Regions from separate parts of the Oryctolagus cuniculus genome. Here region 1 is linked to region 2. The links are chromatin contacts, called in public Micro-C maps. All regions are on one chromosome and are shown on one strand. The core of a region is the stretch at or near the end of the contact, and the rest is flanking DNA. Distances in the headings are between cores, read along the strand shown.

The links. Hi-C and Micro-C count contacts between places; a contact is called where the count stands out from the background.
Region 1: a contact with region 2 is called in a Micro-C map of ear pinna, with 5 times the contacts expected there. The contact joins the promoter of PSME3 here to the promoter of BRCA1 in region 2. A contact is called at or near these places in 2 of 6 Hi-C or Micro-C datasets (ear pinna and psoas muscle).

What each region holds. Positions count from the first base shown.
Region 1 is chr17:20,083,871-20,089,702 of mOryCun1.1, forward strand. PSME3 (proteasome activator subunit 3) reads right to left here and starts at 1,437. Exons shown (of 11, transcript XM_002719410.5): 1 at 1,149-1,437; 2 at 445-477; 3 at 265-327; 4 at 1-71. The coding sequence starts at 1,190.
Region 2 is chr17:19,836,156-19,842,687 of mOryCun1.1, forward strand. It overlaps BRCA1 (BRCA1 DNA repair associated), which reads left to right and starts at 1,365. Exons shown (of 23, transcript XM_017349213.3): 1 at 1,365-1,518; 2 at 2,733-2,830. The coding sequence starts at 2,751. It overlaps NBR1 (NBR1 autophagy cargo receptor), which reads right to left and starts at 1,213. Exons shown (of 21, transcript XR_519332.4): 1 at 755-1,213; 2 at 343-416.

The sequences.
Region 1 (5,832 bases), core at 187-2,686, 250 kb after region 2:
ATGGGGTCAGGGACCGGGAGATTCATGTCCGAGTGGATCTGAGTTAGGTCATGGATGTTTAGGATTGGTTCCTGAAAGAGACAGGCCCACCCTCAAAACATTGGTCTTTTCAAGCTGAACAAAGAACCATTTCACTGGAAGGGCAAGCCGTGAGAGTGCTTTACAGCACAAAACAAAACAGAGTCAGCACACAACTGGTTCCATCTGACAGAAAGGGCAGGCCTGAAGACGCTGGGGAACTGAAGTAAGCAAAGTGTCTCTCACCTTCAAAAAACTATCAAGTTCTAACAACTTCTTTGGGAAAAAATTTGCCACCAAGTCTTCTGCCTAGATAAGGGAAAATACAACTGAATTAATGACAGAGGGAAGGGCTCCCTCTGCAATCACCTCCTCTTGGGGAAACTCCCAACTCCTAATCAATACGCATTTCTCCATTTCACTCACCTCACTTGTGATCCGCTCCCTGAAAGAATCAACCTAAAAAGAACAAAGACAGCAATTCAGGAAGAGCAATTCAGTACCTGGCAACAGAGGTAAGGACAGGATGGGGAATCCCAAACCCAGCTCTCTGCCCCTCACCTGGCGATTGTAATGAGAAGCTGAGAGGCCCCCAGACTGCAAATACTTTATTTTTTTGAGGATCCATTTCTCCATCTCAGGAGAGGAAAGCGGGGCTCGGAGACAGCACCCGCCTGTCTCCTCTCCCCTCCCTCCCTGCGTCTGAAGCTGTCTGAATTTGACAAAGACAGGGAGATGCGGGGATGTGAGATCACAAACGTGCCTAGCCCACCTCACACCTGGCCTATGACAGGAAGCGGGCCAGCCGCCAAGGGCAGGGGCAGCGCCCCCGGGGCGGGGGCGTCGCTGGGCTGGGGGACTCCCAGCTGTCACCGGCCGAAAGCAATGACTCCAACACGTGCCTGCAGAGGTCTCCCCGGGTTCTCCATCACCAGACGCGGGGACGGAAGGCCTCTCTGTAATACCCTTCCCCCTAAGGCCGTCTCCGGGCGTGGGGGGCTGGGCTGAGCCGGGCGGAAGCTCCGAGCCGGTGTCCCCAGGGAGACAAAGACACCACGGGGAGTAGGGAGGCGGTCAGACGGCTGGGGGACAGAAGCGAGGGGTGAGAAGGCCCGGACCGGTGCCGCTACCTTGAGCTTCACTTCCTGATCCACCTTCAGCAACGAGGCCATGGCCGGGCCGGGCCGTGTCCGCTCCGCTGGAGACCGGAGGCGCTGTGGGCTCCGGGGAGGGGCCAGGGGGACCTGAGGAATTCCGGCTGCCCTCGGGACCCGGCCGCCGTCTCTAGCTCACTCACTGCTCGCTCGCTCCCTCCTTCCGTGCGGTCCGTCCGCCTGCCCGCCTGCTGCCTGCTGCCTGCTCGCACTCTCCCTCGCCCTCCCGGCTTTCGCCGCTCACGCCGGAAGTTACGTCACAGCCAATCGCCGGGGCTCCCGCGAGGATGCGCGCGTACTCTGCGCAGGCGCGCTGTCTGTCGGGCTGGGGGCTCTGCGACTGGGACTGGTCGCGGCCGGCTGCTAAGCTGGCTGAGAGTGAAGCAAAAGGGAAGGTGGTAGGAGTTGGTTTTTTGAGAACTGAGCTTTCAAGAGACTCGGGGACTGTTTGGCTTTCTGTTGGCCCCGATTCGCCTTCCCCGAAGGGATTCTCAGGTCGCAGCTGCCCGCCAGACGACTCCGTCGCGCCCCAGTGACGTCGGCCGGAGGAAGCGGGTGGCCCGGGTGCCGAGTTCGGGATTTTAGTCTGTGATTCCCGCTACCTTTTCCCGTTGGCCGCAGCTCAAGTGCTGTGGCTAGAGACAAACACCTTTCATTGTACCATACGCTTCCAGACCTCAGAGGTCAACTACGTAATGGGCACACTGATGGCTGGATTAGTGCAGGGCGTGTCCCAGGTCCGCGGGGGCCCCCGCAAGCCGGCTCTCCTGACTGCTAGGGCGGTGCCTTATCCGTTTTCCTAACGGAGGCCTAAGGCGCACTCTTCACCCATTCGTTTGCATGTATGTTTTTTTGAAAAACAAGGCCTATTTATTTGAAAGGCAGAGTTGCGGGGGGGGGGGGTGTCTTCCAACCACTGGTTCAGTCCCCAGATGGCCGCAAAGGCTGAAGCCGGCAGCCAGGAGCTTCTTCTGGATCTCCCACGTGGGTGCAGGAGCCCAAGCATTTAAGCCATCTTCTGGTGCTTTCCCAGGCGCATTAGCAGGGAGCTGGATTGGAAGCGCAGCAGCTGGGACCTAACCGCAGCCCATGTGGGCTAAGCCACAACGTGGGTCCCCTAGTGTATCTCTTAACATTGGTTATTTCATTCAGTAAAGTGGGCCAGGGCACTGCGCTAGGCTATGAAACAGCACTCACTGTCCCAGAGCCTAGAAATATGTCAGTCCCATAGGTAGGTTAAAAACCATCTATTAGCCACATTTAAAACAGTAAAAGAAACAGGTGAAATTAATTTTATGCATGTTTAACCCAATTTATCCAAATTACAGTGTCTGTGGTTCCAAGTCTGGAGATTCAACCAACCACAGATAGAAAATAGAGGGAAAAACTAAATATGTTGAACTTGTTCAAGCGTTTTTCTTGTCATTATTCCCTAAAAATACATTATAACAACATTTATGTAGGGTTTACGCTGTGTTAGGTACTGTAAGTAATACAGACAAGCTATACATGGCAGGGTGGGGGGTGTTGAGTGGGTAAGATGGCTGCATACCGCGTGCCGTATGGAAATACCTGGTTCCAGCGAATACAGACCCTGGGAGTCAATGGTGACGGCTCAGACAGCTGAGTTCCTGCCATCCACGTGGGTGGCCTGGATTGAGTTACTTCCTTCTGGCTTCTTTGTGATCCTTTGCTGTGGATGTGCACAGGTTATACATAAATGCAAATCCTACTTCATTGTGTGTGTAAGGGACTTGAGCGTTCACGGGTTTGGGCGTCCACAGGAGTACAGGACCAATCCCCCAAGGATGCAGAGGCTTGACTACTGTCGTTTCAACATATAGCCAATATAAACACGCTGTGAGCTTACGTATCATTTTCCCATGCCAAATATTTGAAATGCTGTGTGTATTTTACACTTAACTGCACATCTCGATATGAAGGTGTCACGTTTGCTGTACTCAGTGGCCATGTGTGGCCAGTGGCTCCTGTGTTGAAGAGCACAGCTCTGGGAAATAATCGGTAAACAGGACTCGAGGTCTCTGGTTTTCTGAGGCTTAATATTGAAAAGGTTCCAGAAAATACACTGTGATGCAATTGTAAAATTTGGTAAACGTTAGAAAACAAGTGGCTTGCAGACAATACCAGGGATCTACAAGGATGAGCAGGAAAGGCCTGTCCGAGGAAGTGCCGAGCTGAAATCGAAAAGACGTAAATTGGTCAGCTGGGGAAGAGGGAGGAAGAGAACCTGCAAAGGTGAAAGTGCAGCTAGGGAAATGCCTCAGGAAGAGAAAGAGGTGTCGTGTGCAGAAAATGAGAGACCAGTGACCTGGGGTAGGAATGGGAGGATTGTTAGGGACCAGTTTGGCTGCCTGCCTTTTGGGGCTCATTCTTGCTGCGGAATGCTCATCCAGGGCTGGCCTCTGTATCACTACTGTGCGGTGCGCGGTGCGGGGGGGGGGGGTCTGCAGCTCAGCAAAGTACAGCAAGGACCACTGTGGTCTTCGCGATCAGAGACCTGGCTTCGTTCCCGCCTCCGCTCCTTCCTAACTGGAATCTTGGACAAATTACTAAAAACAATAATTCTATGGGGTTGGTGTGACTATTGGAAATAATATACGTCAAAACAGCTAGCACAGTGCCTAGACACAAGGCAGGCACTAGATAATAGTAGGCATTGTCAGATAAGCAATGTCAGAGGTTACTCCTTTATGGTAATTATCATCTGTGCTTTTAAGCCCAAAGCCCTTTTCCCCTTATTCAAGGCCATGTGCAACATACTCCACACTGTTCTTCCTGCTCATTAACATCTAATAATTTTCTCCCTTTGACCTCTGCTTGCTGTTAACAATGTTACTGGTAACTTTTGAGATATGATCTGAAATTTTAGTAATTATTTTCCAAATTCATCCTGTTTTAAGTATGCCAATTCTCTTTTTTCCTTCAGCCTTCATAACTTCAACTTGAAAACTTAGTGTTGTATTTGTTGAATATGGCTTTGTTCTCAAATAATCATGTTTCGTTTCCTTCAGTGGGTTGTAAAGACAAATACACATTCTTCCTCTTCCCCTATCCAAGTGTCTTACATAATAATCCACTCGATTGTAGAGTTAGTGAATGTTTGGAGGGTGCCACTATATTAACAAACACCATTCATTTCTGGTGCTTATAATCACATATGATCACTGATGGTTAATCGCACTTTAAATTCATATCCAAATTGGCATTGTGGCACAGTGGGTTACGCCACCCCTGGCAACGCTGGTCTCAGAGTGCTGGTTCAAGTCCCAGCTGCTCTGCTTCCAGTCCAACTTCCTGCTAATGTGCTTGAAAAGGCAGTGGAAGATGGCCCAAGATCTTGGGCCCCTGCCACCCATGTGGGAGGCCAGGATGGAATTCCAGGCTCCTGGCTACAACCTGGTACAGCCCTGGCTACTGCAGCCATTTAGGGGAGTGAATCAGCAGATGGAAGATCTCTCTCCCCATCCCTCTCTCTCTCTCTCTGCCATTCAGCCTTTCTTTCTTTCTTTTAATATTTATTTATTTATTTGAAAGGCAGAGAGAAAGAGAGAGAGAGAGAGAATTCTTCACTCCCCAAATGACTGCAACAGCCGGAGCTGTGCCAATCCGGAGCCAGGAGCCAGGAGCTTCTTCCAGGTCTCCCACATGTATGCAGGAGCCCAAGGATGTAAGCCATCTTCTACTGGTTTCTCAGGCATAGCAGAGAGCTGGATCAGAAGAGGAGCAGCCGGGATTTGAATCAGTGACCAAATGGGATGCCGGCACTGCAGGCGGTGGCTTTACCCACTATGCCACAGTGCTGGCCCCTCAGCCTTTTAAATAACTAAACCTTTAGAGGAGAAAATACGTTCACGTCTGTAACTCCCAGATGGGTGCACGGCAGTGCCTGAGCTCCTCCTGTGCTCCTGACAGTTCCCGCACTCCAGGTGACTTCTCACCTCTCTGAACCTGCAATATGCCTTCCCTCCCACCCCCAATCTGTGGTCTTGGCTCCTTCTTCATTGAGAAAACGGAAACAAGTGAGAACTTCCTCCTCACCGCGCCACCAAATGTGCCGCACCGCCCTTTCTTCCTCTCGCTGAGGAAAGCATCTGTGTTCCCACCAAGACCCAGCCTTTCCTGCGGGGCATGGGATCCCACCCCCCTCACGTTCTCAAGGCCTGGGCCTCAGTGGTTATCCCCTCCCTTTCATACCTCACATCTTTCTCTATGGGATTATTTCCAACATGACCACATAGCTCCCCTCTTGAGAAAAATCTCCAAACGCAGCTTCCTCTTTGGCTGTCATTCCTATTCTGTGCTCCTCTCCATGGCAAGACTTCTTGAAAGAATTGTGGATTGTCTCTTACTCTGCTTCCTTGTCTCCCATTTCCTCTAAGCCACTCTGATCAGGCTCTCCAAACTCACTTCCTCACTGAGATTGTTTTCAGGTTACCAATGATAGTACCAGTGGCTACCTCACTTCATCTTTCACAAAAGATTTATTTATTTTATTTGAAAGGCAGAGTTACAGAGAGAGAGAGAGAGAGAGAGAGAGAGAGAGAGAGAAAGAGGTCTTCCATCTGCTAGTTCACTCCCCAGATGGCCACAACAGCCAGAGTTGGGCTGATCCAAAGTCAGGAGCCAGGAACTTCTTCTG
Region 2 (6,532 bases), core at 115-2,614:
CTCTTCCAGCCCCCCGTCTGCCTCGCACTCCATGTCCCCAACACACTGTCATCGCCCCCTAAGGAGTTACTCCTCTGCCTAGGCCCTCTTTGTACTGGGAGATCCCGACCTCCCGTCGGTACAAGCCAGGCGTTCTGAGCCACGGCCCCTCCATCCCGCCGGCGGCATCGGCTCCCTCGGTCCCTCCGAGCGCGAACGGCTCTCGTCTTGTCACTGAAAAGACTGGCTGCCCCTAGACACGGAAAAAGTCGCCCCTATTTGCAGGGTTCCTCCCCTGAACTTCCCCAAACCCATTCAGTGTGACGTGACCCCACTCCTAGGTAACCGCAGCAGCTTGCTTACCAGCTTCCCGCCCCCGGGGGGCGCCTGCCGGAGGCCAGTGCAAAGACCGTTCGCTGCCAGCTCTGCTGCTCTCCCTGCGGGCAGAATCTAACATGGCGGAGAGAGACAGGGCCTAGTCCCCTGTTTCCTCCGAGTTTCCGACAAGATGATTGGCTCTTACCCTTGTCCCTCAAAACGACCACCCCCCCATTGATTGGTTGAGACTGCCCTGGCGGGGGCGGGGAAGACACAACCTGACCCTCACAACAACAACAAACACCGGGGCCGAGGGGCGGAACTACGAATGCGCAGTCCGAGGCTGGGGCGGGTTACCCCTCCCCAAGCAAACTCCGCGTCCTCCGCCTTCCCTCAGGTCGCTGACCTTAGTGGACACGCGAGGCCTGACGGGAATTGTAGTCTTCCTGGAACTTACAGGTTCTTTAGCGTCCGCTCTTAAGATATAAACACCTAACAGCACTCCAGTCCATAGCTGTCGACGTGCATAACCGCGCGGATGGCTCCAGTCTTTCAACTACGTGTCGCGAGGATCGTGCCCGTTTCCAGAGTCGGGAGCTCTTCTCCATAAGACTACAGTTTCCAAGGAACACTGTGGCGAAGGCCTTTCGTTACGCAATGCATGCTGGAGATCGTAGTTTCTTTCCCCCGACAATCTTTTTATTTACCTAAACGGGGCACGTCCATTGCGGCGGAAAGGGTGAGGGGATGGGCTCTCTTCTTGCGACTGCTGTGAGCACTACCTTGCGCTCATATTCAGGCCTCAGGTAGTGATTCCAACCCTTGTCCAGCAATTACTGTGACGTAATAAGCTGTAACCAGAAGCGTAGAGGCGAGGGGGCGGCCACCTAATAGAAAACTCAGAAGTCTTTCTCCCGTCGCTTTCTAATTACGTCATGCGGGGGTGGGGTGGGGCAAGAGAGGATGGCCAATCCGGAGCTGGGAGGCTCCTGCTCCGCCCTTCCGCTGACGTCCTTTAATCTCGCAAGCTGAGAGGCTATAGCTCCGCGGGAGCGGCGGGTTTCCATGGCGACCGAAAGCGCGGGAATTACAGATAAATTGAAACTGAGACTGCGCGTCGTGAGTTTTCTGCGGCTTTCTGGACCGATTACAGTCGGGGGGCGGTTTCTCAGATAACTGGGCCCTAGGGCCCGGAAAGCCCGGACTCCGATCTGGTTAAAGGTGAGAGAGTCCCTAGGAAATGAAGAGGGAGCCAGGAGGTGGTCAGTTGAGAAACAAACAGCTGTGAGAAGAGTGGTCTCCCGAAGGAGAGCGAGATGGGCATTCCTCGGGCCGGAGGGTGTGGGGGTGAAATCTGAAGGGCCTACGGGCTGTGTGGCTCTGAGATGAATCCTGGGGAGGGGGGCAGTTTGAGTCACCAGGCGGGCACCGAGGATAAGGACAGGCCACGGTGTGTCCGAGGGAATCCGGGTGACCGGATGTGCAGGGGACACCTTGAGCGTAAGAATGCCAGAGGCAGGGACCTGGAAGAAGGCCCAGGATTGTCGGGGAAGAGGAGGAGACAGGATTTTGTGTGAGACAGAACCCTCTGGAATTGGATCCGTAGGCACTTTGGGGAGGGGACGGGAGAGATGTATGCTCCGGGTGCGTTGGTGCTGGAGCAGGTCTGTGGGACGCTCTGGGGAAAGGCAGGGGTGGCGAGTGTTCCTGGTGTAGGTTTTGCTGTGATTGGTGGCAGTGCCTTTGGTTTTAATCAAGAAAATGAAAAAGAAAGAAAAAAGCCAGCCTGGATGGCTGGAGAAAGCTGAGGCTGTCACCACTCACCCCATTGGAAACCTATATGTAAACTGTAGAGAATTCAAACCGTCTAATTACACAAGGCTTCGTGCAGAATTTTTTTTTTTTTTTTTTTTTTTTTTTTTTTTTTTGACAGGCAGAGTGGACAGTGAGAGAGAGAGACAGAGAGAAAGGTCTTCCTTTTGCCGTTGGTTCACCCTCCAATGGCCGCCGCGGCCGGCGCGCTGCGGCCGGCGCACCGCACCGATCCGATGGCAGGAGCCAGGAGCCAGGTGCTTTTCCTGGTCTCCCATGGGGTGCAGGGCCCAAGCACCTGGGCCATCCTCCACTGCACTCCCTGGCCACAGCAGAGGGCTGGCCTGGAAGAGGGGCAACCGGGACAGAATCCGGCGCCCCGACCGGGACTAGAACCCGGTGTGCCGGCGCCGCTAGGCGGAGGATTAGCCTAGTGAGCCGCGGCGCCGGCCCGTGCAGAATTTTAAAAAATAATGCCTTTTGTCATTAGCTCTATGGGTTGGTGTAATTCTAAAACTCCAAATTTCTCTTATTTTGAAATTATACTTAAAATTAAGTTGTCGTTTTTATACCCTTTTTAAGTGGTTTACTTATCCACGTGATTTTTAATTTATGTGTTAAAGTTCATTGGACAGAAAGAAATGGATTTGTCTGGAGTTCGTGTTGAAGAAGTACAAAATGTCCTTAATGCTATGCAGAAAATCTTAGAGTGTCCAATCTGGTAAGTCAACAGAAAAATATATTAATTTAGGATACTTCCTTTGATTATCACCAATGCAAATGAGTAGAACTGACTTTACATATAGGGAGACAAAATATGATCTGTTAGGATTAGGCTACTAACGTTGCTGCTTTTCTTAACTAAAGACCTTTAAAGACATAGAAAAGTACTCCTTTTCCTCCATTGTGCCTTTCTCACTCCCTCTGTACCCCCTCGATAGACATCCCTTGCGTTTCCTGGTGCACAGACTGTCTTGGTTGGTTCTGCATTGGGGCAGGAATCTAGTTTGAGTTAAGTGGTAAGTCTGGCTTCCAGCTCCAGAGTCAGCTTGACCACTTGGAGTGGATGGAGTTAATGAGGGCAAAATAAAGTCACAAATGATTGGCATCTGCGAAGAGATCAGATTTTTAGAGAACTTCTGACTAAAACTGCCCTGTACATTTTAAGAATACCGTAAATCATTAAAGTCTTCACTAAGTCTTACTGTTTGAGCCTTTTTCCTCTACATCTATAAAATGAAGAGGGGACTTGGCTATTCAAGTTGGCTTTTTAAAAATTGAGGTATGATTTGTACATGCAGTGAAATGCAGAGATCTTGGGGGCTTGGCGTTGTGGCCTACTGGGAAAAACCATTGCCTGCAAATGCCTGCATCCCATATCAGCACAGCTTCCAGTCCAGCTCCCTGCTAATGCGCCTGGGAAAGCAGTGGAAGATGGCCCAAGTACTTGGACCCTGCACCCAAGTTGGAGACCCAGATGAAGCTCCTGGCTTTGGCCTGGCCTAACTCCTGGCTGTTGTAGCCACTTGGGGAGTGAACTAGCAGATGGAAGATCTTTCTCTGTTTCTCCCTTTCTCTCTGTAACTCTGCCTTTCAAATAAATAAATCTAAAAAAAAAAAAAAAACTCAAAAAACAAACAACTGAAAGAGGACCATTGTGGCGTAGTGGTTAAAGCTGCTATCTGCCACACCAGCATCCCATATGGGTGCCAGTTCATGTCCCAGCTCTTCACTTCTGATCCAGCTCCCTGCTAATGGCCTAGAAAAAGCAGCAGAAGATGGCCCGAATTCTTTTGCCCCTGCTATTTACAAGGAGACCTGGAAGAAGCTCCTGACTCCTGACTTTGGCTTGGCCTAGCCCGTCATTGCAGCCATCTAAGGAGTGAACCAGTGGATAGAAGATCTCTGTCACTTTCTCTAACTCTGACTTTCAAATTAAAAAAAAAAAAAAGAGAGAGAGGAATGCAGAGATCTTTTGTCATTTCCTTTTTATTTATTTTTTAAATGATTTATTTATTTGAAAGGCAGAATTATAGAGAAAGGAAGAGACAGAGATTTTCCATCCACTGGTTCACTCCCCAAATGGCTTCAATGACCAGGGCTGGGCTAGGCCAAAGCTAGGAGCCTGCAGCTCCATCTGGGTCTCCCACATGCATGCAGGGGCCTAAGCACTTGCGCTGCCCTCTACTGCTTACCCAGGCATGTTAGCAGGGAGCTGAATTGAAACTGGAGCAGCCCAGACTAGAACCAGTGCCCATATGGGATATTAGCTTCCTGGCTTTGCAAGCTTAGGCTTAACCTATAAATGCAGGGATCTAAAGGATGCAAGTCAATGAGCTTTTTTTTTTTTTTTTTTTTTTTTTTACATTTATTATTTTCATCTACTTGAAAGGCAGAGTGATAGAAAGAGATCTTCCATCAACTAGTTCACTTCCCAAGTAGCCATGACAGTCAGGGCTAGTTCAGGCTGAAGCCAGGGGCCCGGACTCCATCTGGGTCTCCCATGTGGGTGGCAGAGGCCCAAGAACTTGAGCCACGCTCTGCGGCCTCCAGGATTCATTAGCAGGAGGCGGGATTGGAAATGCAGACAGGACTCTATCCCAGGCACTCTGATAGGGGCAGTGGGCATCCCATGCCTCTGTGTAACCTACTCTGCCACATCGCCTGTCCCAAGTCAAGGATTTTTGATCGCTAAGTAAATATGTGTCTGTAACCAAATCCCCAATCAAGATGTAAAATATTTCCATAACTCCAGAAAATTCCCAGGAGCCTTTAGCTTGTAGACCCTCCAGGACCCTTGGAGGCCTATGGAGAGGACTGTTTATCAGTATGATTAGTTTTTTGTGTAATTTTTGTACTTTTTAAAAATAATCATTTTTTATTTATTTGAAAGGCAGAGAAACTGAAAGATCTCCCATGTGCTGCTGATTCACTCCACAGAAGCCCACAGCAGCCAGGGCTGGGCCAGGCCAAAGCCAGGAGTCAAGAACTCTGTCTAGATCATCCACAGGTGGCAGGGACCCAACTACTTGAGCTTCACCTGCTGCCTCCTGGGGTGCACATTATCAGGAAGCTGAAATCTGGAGTGGAGCCAGGACTCCAAACCACGCATTCCCATGTGGGATGTGAACGTCCCAATTGAGAGCTTAACTGCTAGGCCAAGGCCTGTCCCTTCACTTTGTATTTTTTGTTTTATACATATTACAACATTATTCGGAGAAGGAACCTGAGGTACAACAAAGGTTAAGAACCACAAGCATTCGTTGGATGGTCTTTACAGTTTCTCTTAAATCTACAAAATAACTGTAAACCCGTACCTTCAGATCTCTGCTCTGGTCACTCAGACATGGCGGCTCTGACCTTGTGATGGCTCTCAGATAGTCTCTCTGGCTGTCACGTGTGCTCTTCTCTGCCTGGAATGTTTTTCTTCTGGTGATTGCATGGCTTGAAAATCCTGGTTGAATTACTGCATTTTAGAGGCATTTCCAGATGACCTTATTTAAAATGCAATTCATTCTTTATTGCCCTTTCCTGCTTTATTTTTCTCTGTAACACCTGTTAATATCTGACCTTCTAGACAATCTATTTATCCTTTTTAAAGTGCACTCCAGAGAGACATGTATTCCACAAGAGCAGAGGCTTTAGTTTGTTTATTTCTGTTTCCTTAGTAGTCAGAATTTTACCTGGGACATAGGAGCCACTCAGCACACTTTTGTTGAATGAATTGAATAATCAACTCAATTGGTTCTTTGATATTTAACTTTTTTTTTAAATATGGTGATGGTTAGGGGTGAGTAAATTCAGAAAGTAAATGGAAAAGTTGCTCCTTGTCCTCAGTAAAGGAGGGTAAGTTTCAAATAAATTTTCCTTTGTGCTTCATGAAAATTGTTTTTCATATTTGGAATCAAGTTAATAAGATAAAGGAAAATGCAGCTTATGTTTTCAGAGACAACCCCAGATGTATAGCTGTCTTCTCCCTTGCCCTTCGACATTTGTGACAAAAGCAGCAGCTAAGTGAGATGTACAGCCTCATCTGTGGGACGTCAGAGTCAGAGAAGTAGGAAACGACGTTGTGGGAAGGAACTGCTTTGAAGAAGCACAAGATTTACGCTTGATAATTCAAAAGAATGATCATGAAGTCCTCAATCATGTGGCATTTGGGCCCATTTATTTTCCATTGCCATGGGATTCAGTCATAAAAATGTAATGTTCTTTCTCGTTCTGGCAGAGCAAACCATCAATTAAAAAAATCATACATAAAAATTGAAGATGCAAGAATGAAAGTTAATGCTAAATTTTTATTTTCAGTCAACGATTGTGTTTTCCAGCTTCTTATAATTTTTTTCCTGTTTGCTGTTAGAAATAGACTACTCTGGGGCCGGCATTGTGCTGTAGTGGGTAAAACCTCCACCTGCGGGGCCAG